Linked DNA regions of Mus musculus: regions 1 and 3 are each linked to region 2. Evidence: chromatin contacts called from public HiChIP or PLAC-seq data. All regions are on one chromosome and are shown on one strand. Each heading gives the region's core, a stretch centred on a gene start, on an enhancer-like site or on the middle of the called end of the contact. The rest is flanking DNA. Distances are from core to core; before and after follow the strand shown. Region 1 holds the start of Gtsf1l (gametocyte specific factor 1-like). Region 2 overlaps Ift52 (intraflagellar transport 52). Region 3 holds the start of Sgk2 (serum/glucocorticoid regulated kinase 2).

Evidence for each region. HiChIP or PLAC-seq counts read pairs in DNA pulled down with a chosen protein or histone mark.
Region 1: a contact with region 2 is called in an H3K27ac HiChIP or PLAC-seq map of embryonic stem cells, with 20 read pairs. The contact joins the promoter of Gtsf1l here to the enhancer-like site in region 2. A contact is called at or near these places in 16 of 39 promoter capture datasets (the 3T3-L1 cell line, 3T3-L1-derived adipocytes, the HPC-7 cell line and 9 more), 2 of 15 datasets of contacts at CTCF or cohesin (embryonic stem cells and pro-B cells), 22 of 484 Hi-C or Micro-C datasets (Th1 cells, cerebral cortex, effector CD8 T cells and 8 more), 13 of 115 datasets of contacts at active chromatin or transcription factors (acute myeloid leukemia, differentiating embryonic stem cells, embryonic stem cells and 3 more) and 4 of 9 other capture datasets (adipose tissue, embryonic stem cells, liver and 1 more).
Region 3: a contact with region 2 is called in an H3K27ac HiChIP or PLAC-seq map of embryonic stem cells, with 10 read pairs. The contact joins the promoter of Sgk2 here to the enhancer-like site in region 2. A contact is called at or near these places in 5 of 39 promoter capture datasets (the HPC-7 cell line, cranial neural crest, liver and 2 more), 3 of 484 Hi-C or Micro-C datasets (cerebral cortex, embryonic stem cells and nephron progenitors), 3 of 115 datasets of contacts at active chromatin or transcription factors (double positive thymocytes and embryonic stem cells) and 3 of 9 other capture datasets (adipose tissue, liver and pancreatic islet).

The regions. Positions count from the first base shown.
Region 1 is chr2:163,086,876-163,092,023 of GRCm38.p6, reverse strand. Gtsf1l (gametocyte specific factor 1-like) reads left to right here and starts at 2,423. Exons shown (of 2, transcript NM_026630.2): 1 at 2,423-2,485; 2 at 4,177-4,993. The coding sequence starts at 4,463. The coding sequence ends at 4,918.
Region 2 is chr2:163,028,406-163,033,147 of GRCm38.p6, reverse strand. Ift52 (intraflagellar transport 52) reads right to left here. Exons shown (of 13, transcript NM_172150.5): 7 at 3,287-3,413; 8 at 1,878-1,967. Among named protein-coding and RNA genes, the nearest start is that of Ift52, 13 kb to the right of the region's middle. Within about 2 kb of position 1,662, at least 23 of the 459 cell types and tissues checked have an H3K27ac peak or open chromatin away from gene starts, as enhancers often do. A contact at or near this core is called in acute myeloid leukemia, differentiating embryonic stem cells, embryonic stem cells and 1 more, where this site is marked.
Region 3 is chr2:162,985,524-162,990,188 of GRCm38.p6, reverse strand. It overlaps Sgk2 (serum/glucocorticoid regulated kinase 2), which reads right to left and starts at 2,708. Exons shown (of 14, transcript NM_013731.3): 1 at 2,594-2,708.

The DNA.
Region 1 (5,148 bases), core at 1,174-3,673, 58 kb before region 2:
CAGGGTGTTACCAGTCTATTGGCAGCGTGAGCATGGGAGAGCTGATCTGAGGCAATAGCCAAGTCCGACAATTCATATTCTGAGGGTATTCTTTTAAGGTAAGCAAGGTCATATGAGTGCAGACTTATAGAGTCACAAGGGCAAGGTCAAATTAGCACAAGCTCTGCACGTTGTGCGTGCTAGAAAACATTATTCTGAACAATAGGGTAAGGTGATGGGTAATCTAAAGCGAAATCCACTCCTGGTCTTACACCTGGGAGGGGCACATGAGTGGTTCATGAATAAAGCTGTGTGAGATTCCTGGGACCTTGTGAGAAAACTCATGTGTTCCAAAAACAGAAAGAGAATGAGAGAGAAATCACTACCGAGCCGGGCCTGCTAATGAGGCTGAGCCAGAAGCAAGTTCAAATCCAGCCTGGAGGTTTTAGCAAAACTCTGTCTCAGACTCAAAAATGAAAAACATTTGAAGCCATAACTTGTATGGCAGAGTGCTTGCCTAGCTTATGCATGGCAGTGGGTCTGAGTCTCAGTGGCAAATGCACAAAAATAAAATAAAATAAAATAAATAACAGAAGAAAGAGAAATACCCAAATAAAAAGATTAGACTGTGGAAAAACCAACAATAAAATTTTGTAAGACAGACAGAAAATGAAGTAGACTACCTTCTAACAGGTTAAGGAAAGGCTTGGAGATATAGCTCATCAGTGAAGCTCTGGCCCCAGAAGCCAGAGGAGCCAAGCTCAGTCCCTGGAATCCAGGTGAAAAAGCCACGGGACATAGTAGTGCCTGCTTATTATCCCAGAGATGGGAGGTGGAGACGTGCTGGCCAGCCAACCCAGGCTAACCAGTGAGTGCCCTCCTGGTCAGTGAAAGACCCTTCCTCAAGGAGATGAAAAGTGTAGGTAATGCCTGCAATAGTCATCCGACTCCATATGTGTGTGCGAGCATACATGTGCACGCACACACACACATGCAAAATTGTGAGTGCCTGAGCTGGACCCTCAACTCCATGTAGAATGATTAAAAACTGGATTTAGCTCAAGGGATAAGAGGAAGTAACACAGCAAAAACACTATTCAGGAATCAGGGAGAGGAAGTTGCTGGAAGCTCAATGGTTAGAGCATTTGTTGTTCTTCAAGAGGACCCCGGTTCGATTCCCAGCACCCACATGGAGCATCACAACTATCTGTAACTCCAGTCCTACAAGATCCAACACCATCTCTGACCTCTGAGAGCACACTTGGACCACCTACATACACGCAAGCAAAGCAAAACACTCATAAACAAAACAATAAAATAACTCAATAAATAAATAAAAGTAGGTGCTAGAGAAGGGGGTCAGCAGTTAAGAGAACTTGGGGCTCATCCAGAGAAGTCACTTCGGGTTGTTGCAACCTCCTGTAACACCTTCTTCTGGCCTCTGAGGGTGCCACAGATAACACAGCATACACTTACACGGAGACACACATGAATCAAATAAATCTCTAAGGTCAAAAGAGGTGAAACAAGGATGTTATGGGACAAGCGGAGGCTGACCAGTCTATCAAGAGGAAGTCAGGAGGTTGAATTTGAATCGGAAGGACAGTGATTCCCCAAGCGGGTGTAAGAAGCAAGATAAGCCAGAAGGGCAAAGAGGCAGGGGCAGAACCTAGAGTCAAGGAGAGGCACAGAGTAGAAAGGGAAAGAAATCTCAACGACACAAAATGACAAGAGCGGGGAGGTCCAGAAGGCCCTTGAGTCAGAGTTAAGAAACTCTCTCTTCAGCCGGGCAGTGGTGGCGCACGCCTTTAATCCCACACTCGGGAGGCAGAGGCAGGGGGATCTCCAGCCTGGTCTACAGAGTGAGTTCCAGGACAGCCAGGGCTACACAGAGAAACCTTGTCTCAAAAAAACAAAACAAAACAAAACAAACAAACAAACAAACAAAACAATCCAACAAACAAACAAAAAAAAACAAGGTTAAGAAACTCTTCCTTCAGCAGCCCATTCCATCCTTATTTATGGAAGTCCTTGTTTTCTGACTCCTTTGAGAAGCACACATGCATGCAGGAGGCCACGGAGGCCAGAAGAGGGCACCAAGCTTCCCTAGAACTGGTGTAATAGACAATTGTGAGCTATCATGAGGGTTGGATCCGAACCACCATCCTCTGAAAGACCAGCAAGTGCTCTTAACTACTGAGTAATCTCTCCAGCCCTCTGTTGAGGTTTGATCTGTTGCTGTGTATCACAAAGTTAAATTCTGAACCCGAAGGTCCAGGCCTATGAGTGAGTGAGTTCTCCTGGTTACCAGCTTTTGTTGTGCAAACCTTGTTCCTTAAAACTATTGGCTAAGTAAAAATGGCTACAGCCAATTACTGGAGAGATTATAGGTAGGTGGATTTTGAGTTACCTGGCTGAGGGTGGAGACTTGAGAGGGAGAGAAGAGAGACCATGAGGGGAGAGAGAGAAGGCGCCATGAGAGGAGGGGACCCAGGAGAAACAGCAGGTATCTGGGGAACCCCCCGCTGGGGAGGTAGCCAGGCCAGCAGAAAAGCAGATTAGGGGTGACCCCCAGTAATTGTCAAAGCCGAATAAAATAACCATATTCTAAGTCTCATTTATGTGTGAGTTAGTTGGGGATAAGCTTACGTTAGTTGTACTACAGTCTTCCAAAATGTCTTTATAAAATCCTGACTCAGCTTCATAAATAATAGTAATAAAACCAGGTTTAAAATGCAGAGATTTGAGGATTTAGCTGGGTAGTAGAGTCTGGCAAGTGTAAGAGCTCGGGTTCGGTCTCCAGCACTAAAGGGAAGAGAGGGAGGGAGGGTGGATTAAAAGAAAGCTTCACCTGATCCAGAAAGGATAAAATAGTAACTTGAAATTCTGGTAAACCGAGGACCAGAGAAAGGTCTCAGTGGCTAAGAGTACTTGCTCTTCTGGCCGATGACCCAAGTTCAGTTCCCAGCACCTGCATGGTGGCCTACAGCTATCAACAACTCCAGTTCCAGCAGATCCAGAGCCCTCTTCCAGCCTCTACACACACACACACACACACACACACACACACACACACACACACAGAGCGCACTTGCACCCATGCAGGAAAAACACTCATACACAAAATAAAAAGCCAATTAGTAATTACAAATGGATACTTCAATTTGTAATTACTACGCAACTGGAAAATGTAGAGGCTGAGGAAGGGGTGGAAATATTTCTTTAACACTGTGTACTTAAAATAAGGAATGATACCCAGCATGCTGCGTGCTTGGAAACTGTAGCACGTGTGGACTGCAGCATGAGGATTTTTTTTTTAAGATTTATTTATTTTATGCATGTGAGTACACTGTAGCTGTACTGATGGTTGTGAGCCATCATGTGGTTTCTAGGAACGAAGATTGCTTGCTTTGCTTGGCCCCAGTCGCTCTGGCCCTGCTTCACTCCAGCCCAAAGATTTATCATAATAAATAAGTATGCCGGGCAGTGGTGGCGCACGCCTTTGAACCCAGTACTTGGGAGGCAGAGGCGGGCAGATTTCTGAGTTCGAGGCCAGCCTGGTCTACAGAGTGAGTTCCAGGACAACCAGAGCTACAGGGGAGGGGGGGGGGAGAGAAGAAGAGGATATAGCCTAGTTGACAGATAACTTGCCACAAATGCATGAGGCCCTGGACTTTGTCCCCAGCACCATCTAAACTAGATACGGAGACCCGCGTCTATAATCCCAGTTTATAAGGTGTGATTATATCCTCAGCCACATATCAAGGTCAAGGCCAACCTGTGCTACATGAGACCTTGCATCAAAAGAGAGAAGGGAGGGGGAAAGTAGAGGGACAAAAAAAGAAAAGGAGTCAGGAAGGCTCATGGGGTAGAAGTGCTTGCTGCCAAGCCTGATAACCTGGATTTGATCCTTCCTACAAGTCTTTCTCCGACTTCTAAGTGTACCCCCAATGTCACTCCTTACAAATAAACACATGATGTAAAAAAGATGTTTTTAAAAGACCACACAACCGACGCTGATGAATAAGGGGTTTGATTATGCTAATGAAGCCCGAAACTGCCAAGGGCCGGGTACGTGTCATAACTACATTTGAACAGCAGCTTTCCTCAAGCCACTTCCCCCACCCAGTGGACAGTCTGTCCCTGATGTCATAAGCTGCCCATTGTGACCACCTGTTCTGTCCTTTGACAACACAGGGTATCTTAGCGTCAAAGCATCATTATAACCTGCTAACTTCACCTCCTTGGAAGCTACTGTTTCGGGCTCTTGTACCTGCCTGAGTTAACGTCTCTGGTGGCTGTTTTCTGGCTTTCTCTGCATAGCGATTGCTGACAGAACGTGAGTGAGAATTTCACTCCAGAGACCCAAGAGCCAAAGCCTGGCAGAAGACAGCACAATCTTTCACAGGAAGAGGCTTTTCCTTTCGAGGTGTACCACGTACACTTTGGGCAGCAGGACACTTGGCTTCAAGTCAACTCCCGGATGGAGCCAGAATCCATAGAAATTTGTCCTTATAACCCTCACCACCGAATCCCGCTCAGCAGGTTCCAGTACCACCTGGCGTCATGCAGGAAGAAGAACCCCAAGAAAGCCAAAAAGATGGCCAGCTGTAAATACAACGCCTGCCACGTGGTTCCCATCAGAAAGCTGGCTGAACATGAAGCTACCTGTGTCAACAGGAGCTCCGTGGAGGAAGAGGACACATTAGGCCCTCTGCAAGTCAGCCTCCCACAGCCGCAGAACCAGGACACACTACAGGTTCGTTGGCTTTCCAACCCTGACATTTGGAATGTTGACGGCGCCAACTGTCACCCAATGTTCGTCCTTAAGAGTTTTGTTCCCCAAAAACTTGTTTGTGAAAGTGACATCCAAGAGTCACGGGGAGGAGACCAATGCCCAGAAGATCCTCAGACTAGGACCAGGAAGGCAAACTTCTAGCAGGAGGAAGAGGGCTCTCAAATGCGTGGATGGATCGCGCATCTCATCTGAATAAAAACCTGCAAAGTAACGGTCCGGGCTGTGCTGGTTGTTTTTAAAGGTTTAGAAAGAGCGGTGGAGGTGGGGTTTAGAACTGAGCTGAGAATGTAAATTGAACCACCTTCCATGGGGAACACTTAACAGTCGCTATGAAAATGCTCACTCAACGCACACAGGCTTTGATCAAGTCA
Region 2 (4,742 bases), core at 413-2,912:
AAAAGACAATAGAATTCAAAAAAGGATGATCAGCCTTCTATTGGTAAAATCTCTTTAAAGTAGTGAGAATTTTGTTTTAAAAACCCCGTTATGTATATGAGAATTTTGTCTTGTTTTGTTTTAATCCTAGGTCTGGGATAAGAGGCTGCTTCCCAGCAGGTGGTTATGATTTGCCTCATGCACTAGCAGGGGGTGATTTTGCCAGCTGCAGATAATTGAATTGTGGGGCCTCTGGAGAGGGATTAAACGGGAGAGCTTCAAGAGGTCCTGTGGCAGTTGCTCCTGCTCCTGCTGTTGCTTCCTCTTGCTGTGGTTTGTCACGTGGTCATGAGTAAAGCGACAACAAGAAATTGGAGACAGCCTGAACGAAAAGTGGACTTGTCCCAAGGAACCTGACACCCCTAAATCAACAGGAAGTAGTCTAAAGTGTTCTACACACCCTTAACCCTCTAACCTTTCTCTTCTAACCAGTATTGGGGTTTGGAAGGGATTTGGGCAGAGAGAGAGAGAGAGAGAGAGAGAGTTCGAAGCGTGGTAGATAATAAGAACCCAATAAAATAGACAAAAAAGCATGCCAACTAAAAAGCACGCCAACCTCAGTCTAATGCAACCTTTATCATTCACGTCAGAGCATTCTAACACATTACAAGCCAACACTTCCTAAAACCTGTTCACAATCCTAAAACAACCTTTGCTTTCTGTGATGAGAGTCAAAACTTTTAAAAAACACACCTTTTCATCTTTGGCAATCATAATATGACAAAAATCATAATTATATGTAAAACCCCAGCCTTTGAAAAGCAAACATTGAGGTTTCAGAACACAGTGAAAGGCGCTGAGGCCCAAGCAGAGTGCTTAGTCCACCTCACACTAGACTAGAAGGGCCCATCCACTAACAGGGAGGGCACACACCTTCCTCTGGCAGGTAAGTTGCTAGAGTTCCATCCAGAACATGGCTCAGAAGCCATGAGCTCTTTCAGCTACACTGACAGAGCAAGGCCACACTCACTTCGTTCTTTATCAGTGATCAGTCCTACACATAACTCTAGCTACCCCATGCTGCCACCCCCTCCTACACTCACTAGTCACGACCTTCATTTAGTCCTCATTCTGTCCTGCCTAACTGACTCAGGCTGGCCTCTCCCTTTCTTCCTTCCACACAACAGAGGGGTCTGAGATTGTGGAGGGTTGGTCTATTGCTATGTATTGTAATGCTAAATTCTATGCCAAAGTTCTAGGCCTACCTAGACTTCTCACACTCACAGGCTTTTACTGAGTGGCTTCTCCTGTTTACAAGCTTTTGTTGTGCAAACCTTGTTCCTTGATTTACTATTATAGGTTAAATAAAATTAACTGCAGCCAGTTACTGGAGGGACTAGAGGTGGGTGGGTTTGGAGTCACCTGGTTGGAGGAGGAGGGGGAGCCATGAGCATATGGCCAGGAGAAACAGCAAGTACCTGGGGCACATGGCTAGGGAGGTAGCCAGGCTTGAAGTTAAAAAAATAAATTAAGGGTGACCCCCCGCCAAGTAATTGTCAAAGGCAAATAAAATAACCATAGTCCATTTTGTAAGTGAGTCGGGGGAAGCCTAACTTGTCTGTACACATCCCTGAGCTTAAGCTGCTTGATTTACAAGTCGGGCCCTCCCCAGTTTTCCAAGGTCAGCCACCTCTGATTCAGCAGTACTCTTTCTACATTCGCTCATCTGTATGTCACTCTCTGACATACTATAGACTGCTGTAGAGCAAGGGCTACGGCTGACTCAATACTTTTAGTGCCTACCATGTAATATGTTTAGCATGCTCATGTAAATGAGTAATAAATACACTTATGGGTATTTTCTAATGATATGGAAGACACGAAAGAGAAAAGCTTACCATAATTTTGCTATTTTCTTCTTTATCTAAATATTGGTCACTGAACATATGACACGAACCAAGCACTGCCAGCTTTCCAAAACCTTGGTTCTGTTGATGACAAAGCGATGTTAGATACTTACATCACAAAACACACTGCATGTATCGCTTACCACATTAGCAACTGTCTGATACACCAATAAATGCCAATTCACACATAGCTAATATTTGAAAAATATCAGCTATGAAAACAATTCCCATTTACTTTTTTTTAAAGACCGATTTTTCATTTATGTACAGGAGAGCCTCATCTACAGGAGAACATGTGCAGCACATGCATGACGGAACCTGTGTAGGCTGAGGGGGGCATGCGATCCCCTGGAACTGGAGACACAGGGAGATATGAGCTTCCACGTGGGTTGTGAGCCTATAGTGGGTTCTGAGAACTAAGCAGGCCTCTGCCAGAGCAGCAAGTGCCCCTAGTGGGTTGTGAGCCTGTAGTAGGTTCTGAGAACTAAGCAGGCCTCTGCAAGAGCAGCAAGTGCCCCTAACTACTCAACCATCCTCCATCCCACACTACTACAAAGTATCTTTGCCTTTCTGATAAATATGAAAAAATGGTGATTACCAATATTGCTTAGGTTTCAGTGAGTGAGTCTTTCACCACACTGCTACTAAAATTATCAGTATCTGCAGCCAAAGCTGGAGAGAGAGCTTGGTGGGTGAAGTGCTTATGTGAGCGACCTGAGTGTGAGTCCTGAGTCCCAGCTGAGGTAGCACACGTGTCCATAACCACAGCACTCCTGTGTGGCTATGGGTGTGGAGGGAGAGAAGAGAAAATCCCTGGACCTTTGTGAGCCAGCTAGCCTGGCATACATAGCAGCAACAAAATAAGAGACCTTGTCTCACACAAAGTTCAAGATGAAGATCAACTTCCAAGCTTGTCCTCTGACCTCCATCTGTGTGCCACAGAATACATGTGCCCATAATCACATACGTATGCAGATACATGCATGCATGTGCACACATGCACACATATATCATACACACATAAAGACAAAAAAAATTTAAAAAGAAAAAAAACAAAACCCTGCACCCAACAATCTGAAACACACAGATTCTATATTGCATTCATAATTATAAATAATTAGAAATAAATCCAATTGTTCAGTGGGAAAATAGACTTCAGGTTCTACCTCATAAAAAGCAAGTGCGTCACAGGAAAAATATGACGATTTTGTTGGGGTTTTTTTTTTTTTTTTTTTCAAATCAGGGCATCATTATGTACCCTTGGCTGGCCTGGAACTCAACTCACAGAGCTCCAACTTCCTCTACCCCCCAAATGCTGGGATTAAAGGCATGTGCCTATTATAAAGTGGTTCTATACTTCAACAACATAACAATACCCCCATATCTAAGAAAGTCAATACCTTTGAGTGATAGAAAGCTAGAATGGGTCTGTTCAGTGGGAAGCAGACAGAGCCTGTGGATAGCACGGCCACTGCTGGCTTCATGACGCTCAATGTGGCACCAAAAGGGTAGACAAAGGTGAGAGCCCTGTAAGAAAGCAAACACCCAGGTGACTGCAGAATGGGTTTTCAGAGCATTAAATGGCTCAGCAAGGAAAGACACTTACCACCAACCCTGAGTTCAATCCCCAGAACCCGAGCAGCAGCAGGAGAGAACTTAGTTCCACACATATGCTAGTGTGCATGTGTCTACGGCCCCAGTCCCCCAATAAGTAAAAATCCCAGTATTCAAGGCCTGACACAAAAAGACCGTGTGTGAGGCCAGCTCACACTACATAGCAGGTTCCAGGCCAGCCTGTGATAGAAAGCTTTGTCTAAAATTAAAAAATAGACTCTGGGGCCTGCTACATAGGTCTGAATCTAAGTTCTGGCAACACACAAAGTTGGACAATTACCTCTACCTCTATCACTACTTAGATAAATTAGAGTGCAGCCAATTTAATTCAGTCATTTAAAAGAATAAAGTACTTACTTATATCGTTATACTGGGGGAGACCTAGAAATCTAAATTCCATACTTGTAAGATACAACAATTCTCTTCAGGGAGGAACACAGATTTACAGGGTAAAATTACTACTTTGCTTCCTTTTAAGCTATACCATGGGTTTTTGCTTTGTTTTGTTTACATCCCAACCTTAGCTTTTCCTCCCTCCTCGCCTCCCAGTCCTTCCCCCATCCACTCTTCCGTTCCTCTTCAGAAAAGGATAGGCTAATCTTGGAGATCAACCAAGGGTGGCATATCAAGTTGCAGTAAGACTAGGAACCTCCCTAGGATTAAGGCCAGATAAGGCAACCCAGAGACATTACCTCAGAGTAAAGGATTAGAAAAAGAGTTTCTAAGCAAATAGACCCAAGAAGCAAGCTGGTGTATCGATTCTGCTATCTAACAAAATAGACTTCCAACCAAAATTAATCAAAAGAGATGGGGAAAGACACGTCATACCAATTAAAGGAAAAGTCCACCAAGAAGATATTTCAATTCTTAACATCTATACCCCAAATGCAAGAGCATCCATATTTGTAAAAGAAACATTACTAAAGCTTCAATCCTACATTGACCGTCACACAGTAATAGTGGGAGAGAGATTTCAATACCTGAGTCTCAAAATCAACAGGTCATCCAGACAGAAACTAAACAGAAATCCGGGAACTACCAGTTGGCGTGACTGAAACAGACCTAACATAGCTACAAAACACTTAACCCATAAAAGAATATATCTTCTTCTCAGGCCCTCATGGAACCTTCTCTAAAACTGACCACATACTTAGTCACAAAGTAAGTCTCAATGAGTACAAGAAAATTGAAATAACCATCTACATCTTGTCAGATCATCATGGATTAGAGCTAGTTTTCTTT
Region 3 (4,665 bases), core at 1,459-3,958, 44 kb after region 2:
TGGGCCAGGCATTCTTAGAGACTCTACACTTCAAGGGACCTGGAGGTGTTGACCCAAGAATACTGCAGTAAACAGTATCAAAGTCTTTCATTTTCTCACCAAATAGAAATGTTGAACCAATACACAAGTCTGTAAGGTGGCTTGTTGACAAAACACATGCCCTTCCAAGGACATTTCAGTAACAAGAACCCCATGGGGTCTTCACTGGGCAGAAACCAAAGAAAGCCTAAGTGTCCCTGCCTGGCACTTAGGAACACATCAAGCCACGCTGTCTCTGTCCTCACTTTGCATCTAGGTTGACTGCCTGTCTTTCTCTCTCTCTCTTCATTAAACTCCTCTAGAGTCATCTGCCTTCCTCAGCTCACTCCTTTCCTGTCCCAATCCTGTACCCACCTCAAGCATCCCAAGGGATCAGTGAACAGTGGATGACTGTCCACTCAGGTGCCAGTGATGACACTGATGTCCTCATTGCTCAGCCAGCCGAGGCTTTGACAACTCACCTGTCACTCTCCCTTTATCCACTCTGCTCTGAGATGTCCTGTGGTCCCTTTTGGCTTAGTCCCCTTACTGGACTCTTCTTCTCCGGTGTTGAGCCTCTGCAGACCTGAGAAAACCCTAATGCTTGCCCTGACCCTCTACGAGAGCCATCCTGTCCTCTGGCTTTGTTTCCTTGTCGCTCTTGCTCTCTAACTGTGTCACTAGTCAAGGGCTCAAACTAGAGCATCCGCTCATAAAGGCAGACTCTTCTGGCTTAGTACTGAATTCTCTACATCTACAACAGGCCTGAAATAGAGGCAGTTTTCATGACACATTTGACTAATGAAGTCAAGGAATGGAACGCTCCATCACAGTATACATACAAAATGAAAATGTATATAACCCAAACCTCTGCCTATAGACACCTACATGGGCCAAAAAGGGGCCACACAGCTGATACAATTTTCAAGGAGAAAGCAAATTTTAGAATGGTGGGGGCGCTGGGGGAATCATTTTATTAAAGTGGAAAAATAAAAGATAGCAGGTATTTGCATGTATAGCTTCGACAAAGGCAGGAAGCCACGACCACCGTGGTTAAGTTAGGCTATTTGGTTTTGTTTTTGAACTATTGCAGAAAATTTCTCACAGTGACACAGTTTAATCACTAAAATACCAAGCCTCAGCAGCCCTTCAAAATGTTCACTGCATGGGGCTGGAGAGATGGCTCAGCGGTTAAGAGCACTAACTGCTCTTCCAAAGGTCTTGAGTTCAAATCCCAGCAACCACATGGTGGCTCACAACCACCCATAATGAGATCAGCATGACATCCTCTTCAGATAGTAGTGTCTGAAGACAGCTACAGTGTACTTACATATAACAATAAATAAATCTAAAAAAACAAAACAAAACCAAAAAACAAAATGTTCACTGCTCACTTTTTCTGTCACCTTGACTAAGACCTCACCCTACCCCATCTTTGCAGAGTTCCTTTGATCCTGTATTACTGTCTTGTGATACAACCTGGCCCAACTTGAAATCTGTGTGTGTGTACACACACCTGTGTATGTGTGTGTGTGTTGTTGAAGACTGGATTTAGCACCGATAACCAAGTTCTCTACCTCTAAGCTCCACCCCAGCCCTGACAGTCCTATTTAAATGAGGAGGAAACCAAGGGATGGCGAAGAGAAATGATGTGAGTGAGATACCATGTTAGTAAGTGATATAAATTGGATTTGAACCCAAGCAAGCTGACCCCAAAACCCACAGCCTAGAATCTCCAGAAGAGTCTAGACAGAAATAATGAAAGTGGAGAGGAAGTGATCTGTGATGGGCTGGTTCATTAAGAAAGAAGAAATTAGGAAGTTAGTTGGCTGCGAAGAAAGACAGAGGCAGACTTTCGCTATTTTGTGGGTTACTTTCTCATCCATCTTTTTCCACCCTTCTTCTTCCACCCTTTCAACTCCAATACTTGATAGGAAAGAAAAAGAATAGAAGGAAAAAGGGGGCGACATTTACCTTAGACTACTTCCTGCTGATTAGGGTCATTGAGTTCCTTGGGGCAAGTTTGATCTTCACAGTCAGGATATCTAATTTCTCCTTGTTGTTTTTTCTTTGTGTGCAACTCCTTGATAAAATGCAGCAAGCAACAGCAACCAACCAACAACACACACAGCCTCTGAGGCTCTAGCATTTATAATTTATACACCCTATGAAAAGTCCCTAGAGTTCCAAACATCACACAATCACAAAACAAAACAAACCTCCCTGCATCTGGTAAAACCATGCCTTGCTAGAGCATGAGGCAAATCACAGTCAGCTGCTGTGGACAATCTCATACCACACCCAGGATTAAAATGGAAAACATATTGTTATGATATTCCTGTGGTCTTAAAGAAACCAAAATTCTCACTTCAGAAAGGGGAGAAGGGTTAGGGAGTAAGAAAACTTGAGTAGAAGAAAAGGAGAAATGGAGATGAAGTTAGGGAGGAAAAGGAGGAGAAGGGTATGAAAAAGAAGGTGCGTAGTTTGGAAAGAATCTAGCCTAGGTTGGAATAACTCAGATGTAGCTGTAAGCTGAGAGTAAGGCAGGTGCCCTGCTCCCAGAGAAGCTGCTCACCTGGAAACCCCGGGTTCCAGTGCAGGTCCTAGAGAATTGTGTTCTCTTCCTCTGCACCGTCCTTCTGACCTGAAACCCAATCCTGACTCACCCTGCAACCTTCCCAAGCAGGAGTGACCTGTCACCCACTCGCCTGACTCTCAAACCAGCACAGGTTCAGCCTCCCAGTCCTGCCAGCTGCGAGCCAGCTTCAGGACCTTCCGGTTACTCATTAACTGCTGGGCTGAATCACCATGGTTGCTGCACCACTGGCTCCTGGACAGCTGTGCCCTGGGGACCCTCCGAACTGTTAAAAACTGCAAACTTGAAGCTGTGTGACCTTGGGCAAATGACTCCAGCTCCCAGAGCCTCACGTGAATTCCTGAGCCTCCACGAAGGCTCTCCTAAGTCTCTTCGGACACTGTCATACCTTCATTCTTGAAATCACCCCCTTTCCATAGTCCAGCTGGAGTTAGGCTTGTCCACTTAACCCTCCTAGATGCCACCATCTGAGTCACTTCCCCCTTTTCCTGGAACATGGAGAACAGACAATAAAAAGACCTGTTTCCTCCAACTCCCTCACACCATTTCCCTGAGGAGGGCTGCCTGGCTCTGTGTGCAGCCTTCCTCCTTGAGAGCTTTCAGGAATGGGCAGCTCATTCCTGCTCTGTCTTGCTGCATTGCTGGATGCCTCTCATTCTCTCTTGACTGAGCTGCTGCCTAACCACCCAGGGTTCACCTATCCTGACATCATTTTAGGAGAAGAATGCTTGTGGGGTGGAGTGGAGATCCTGCTCTGAATGTCGGAAAACTGAGGGCCAGGCACCGCACCAGGGCTCAGCCGAAGTGAAGGATATTTTGTGAATGATGTGACGCTATCAGGCCAGGCATTCTGACTCAGGGAGGACGCAGGGTCAGACAACTAGGCAGGTGGGGACACGATCTTCCAAGTGACCTCTCTGCAGTGTTTGGTTTTGATTTCAGTGTTTAGAGTTTGATTTCACGATGTTTAAAGTAATGTGCCACGTATCCTAGGCTGGCCTGGAACTCTCTATATAGCTGAGACTAATTTTGAACATCTGGTTCCCCCACTCCACCTCTCAAGTATTGGGATTACGGGTGGTACCATTATGCCCAAACCTTATGTGGTGCTGGGGATCAAAGCCAGCACCCTGCATATGCCAAGGGAGTATGCTATACAATCTACTTTCACAGCCGTTTACCATTGACTCTGTTTAACAAAAACACCAAAGACTCAATGATCCAGCTTAGTGCCTTAAAAACTACTGCTCCCGAGCTTTGCAAAGTTCTCCGGTGCCCTCAGTTCACCACCTTGCCCAGCACACACACCAGCACATGTCTGGCCCTGGTCCAGAGAGGGGAGGCAGCTGGCCTGAGTATAAGAGCAAATCAGGACTCTGGCCAGGGCTCTGCCTCTTTCACTACTGTGGCTCCGCCAAGCTCCTCCCTTTAATCCCAGAGCTGTCAAAAAAAAAAAAAAAAAAAAAAAAAAAAAAAAAAAAAAAGCCACACACACAATGGCATCGATTGTACAGACTGTATGCAAGAATTTCAGCTTACAGAAGAATGCTAAATTGAAAGTGAAAGATCCCTCCATACCCAGAATCCCTCATATTTCTAGAGGTATGTGCTGTTAATTAAATGGTGACAGGTCCTCCAAACTTTGGTCTGTGCCCTAGTGGACATATCTGCATGCAGAACTGACTCATAGTACACACTTGCTCAGCTATCGCTTCTCAAGAATTTATTTCTTTTTCTCATGTATATCTTTCCACGTCAACACAGGTTTGATTTTCTTTTCTTCCTTTCTTTCTTCCTTCATTTCTTTCTTCTCTTTCCTTTCTCTCTCTCTCTCTCTCTTTCTTTCTTTCTTTCTTTCTTTCTTTCTTTCTTTCTTTCTTTCTTTCTTTCTTTCCATATCTTCTGTGTATGTATGCCTGACTGTATATGTACTTCGTGTATCAGGTACCTGAGGAGGCCAGAAGAGGGCTTCTGGTCCTCTGGTACTGGAGTTATAGTGGTTGTGTGCTGCCTGATGTGGAAACCAGATGGGAACCAAACCTGGGTCCTCT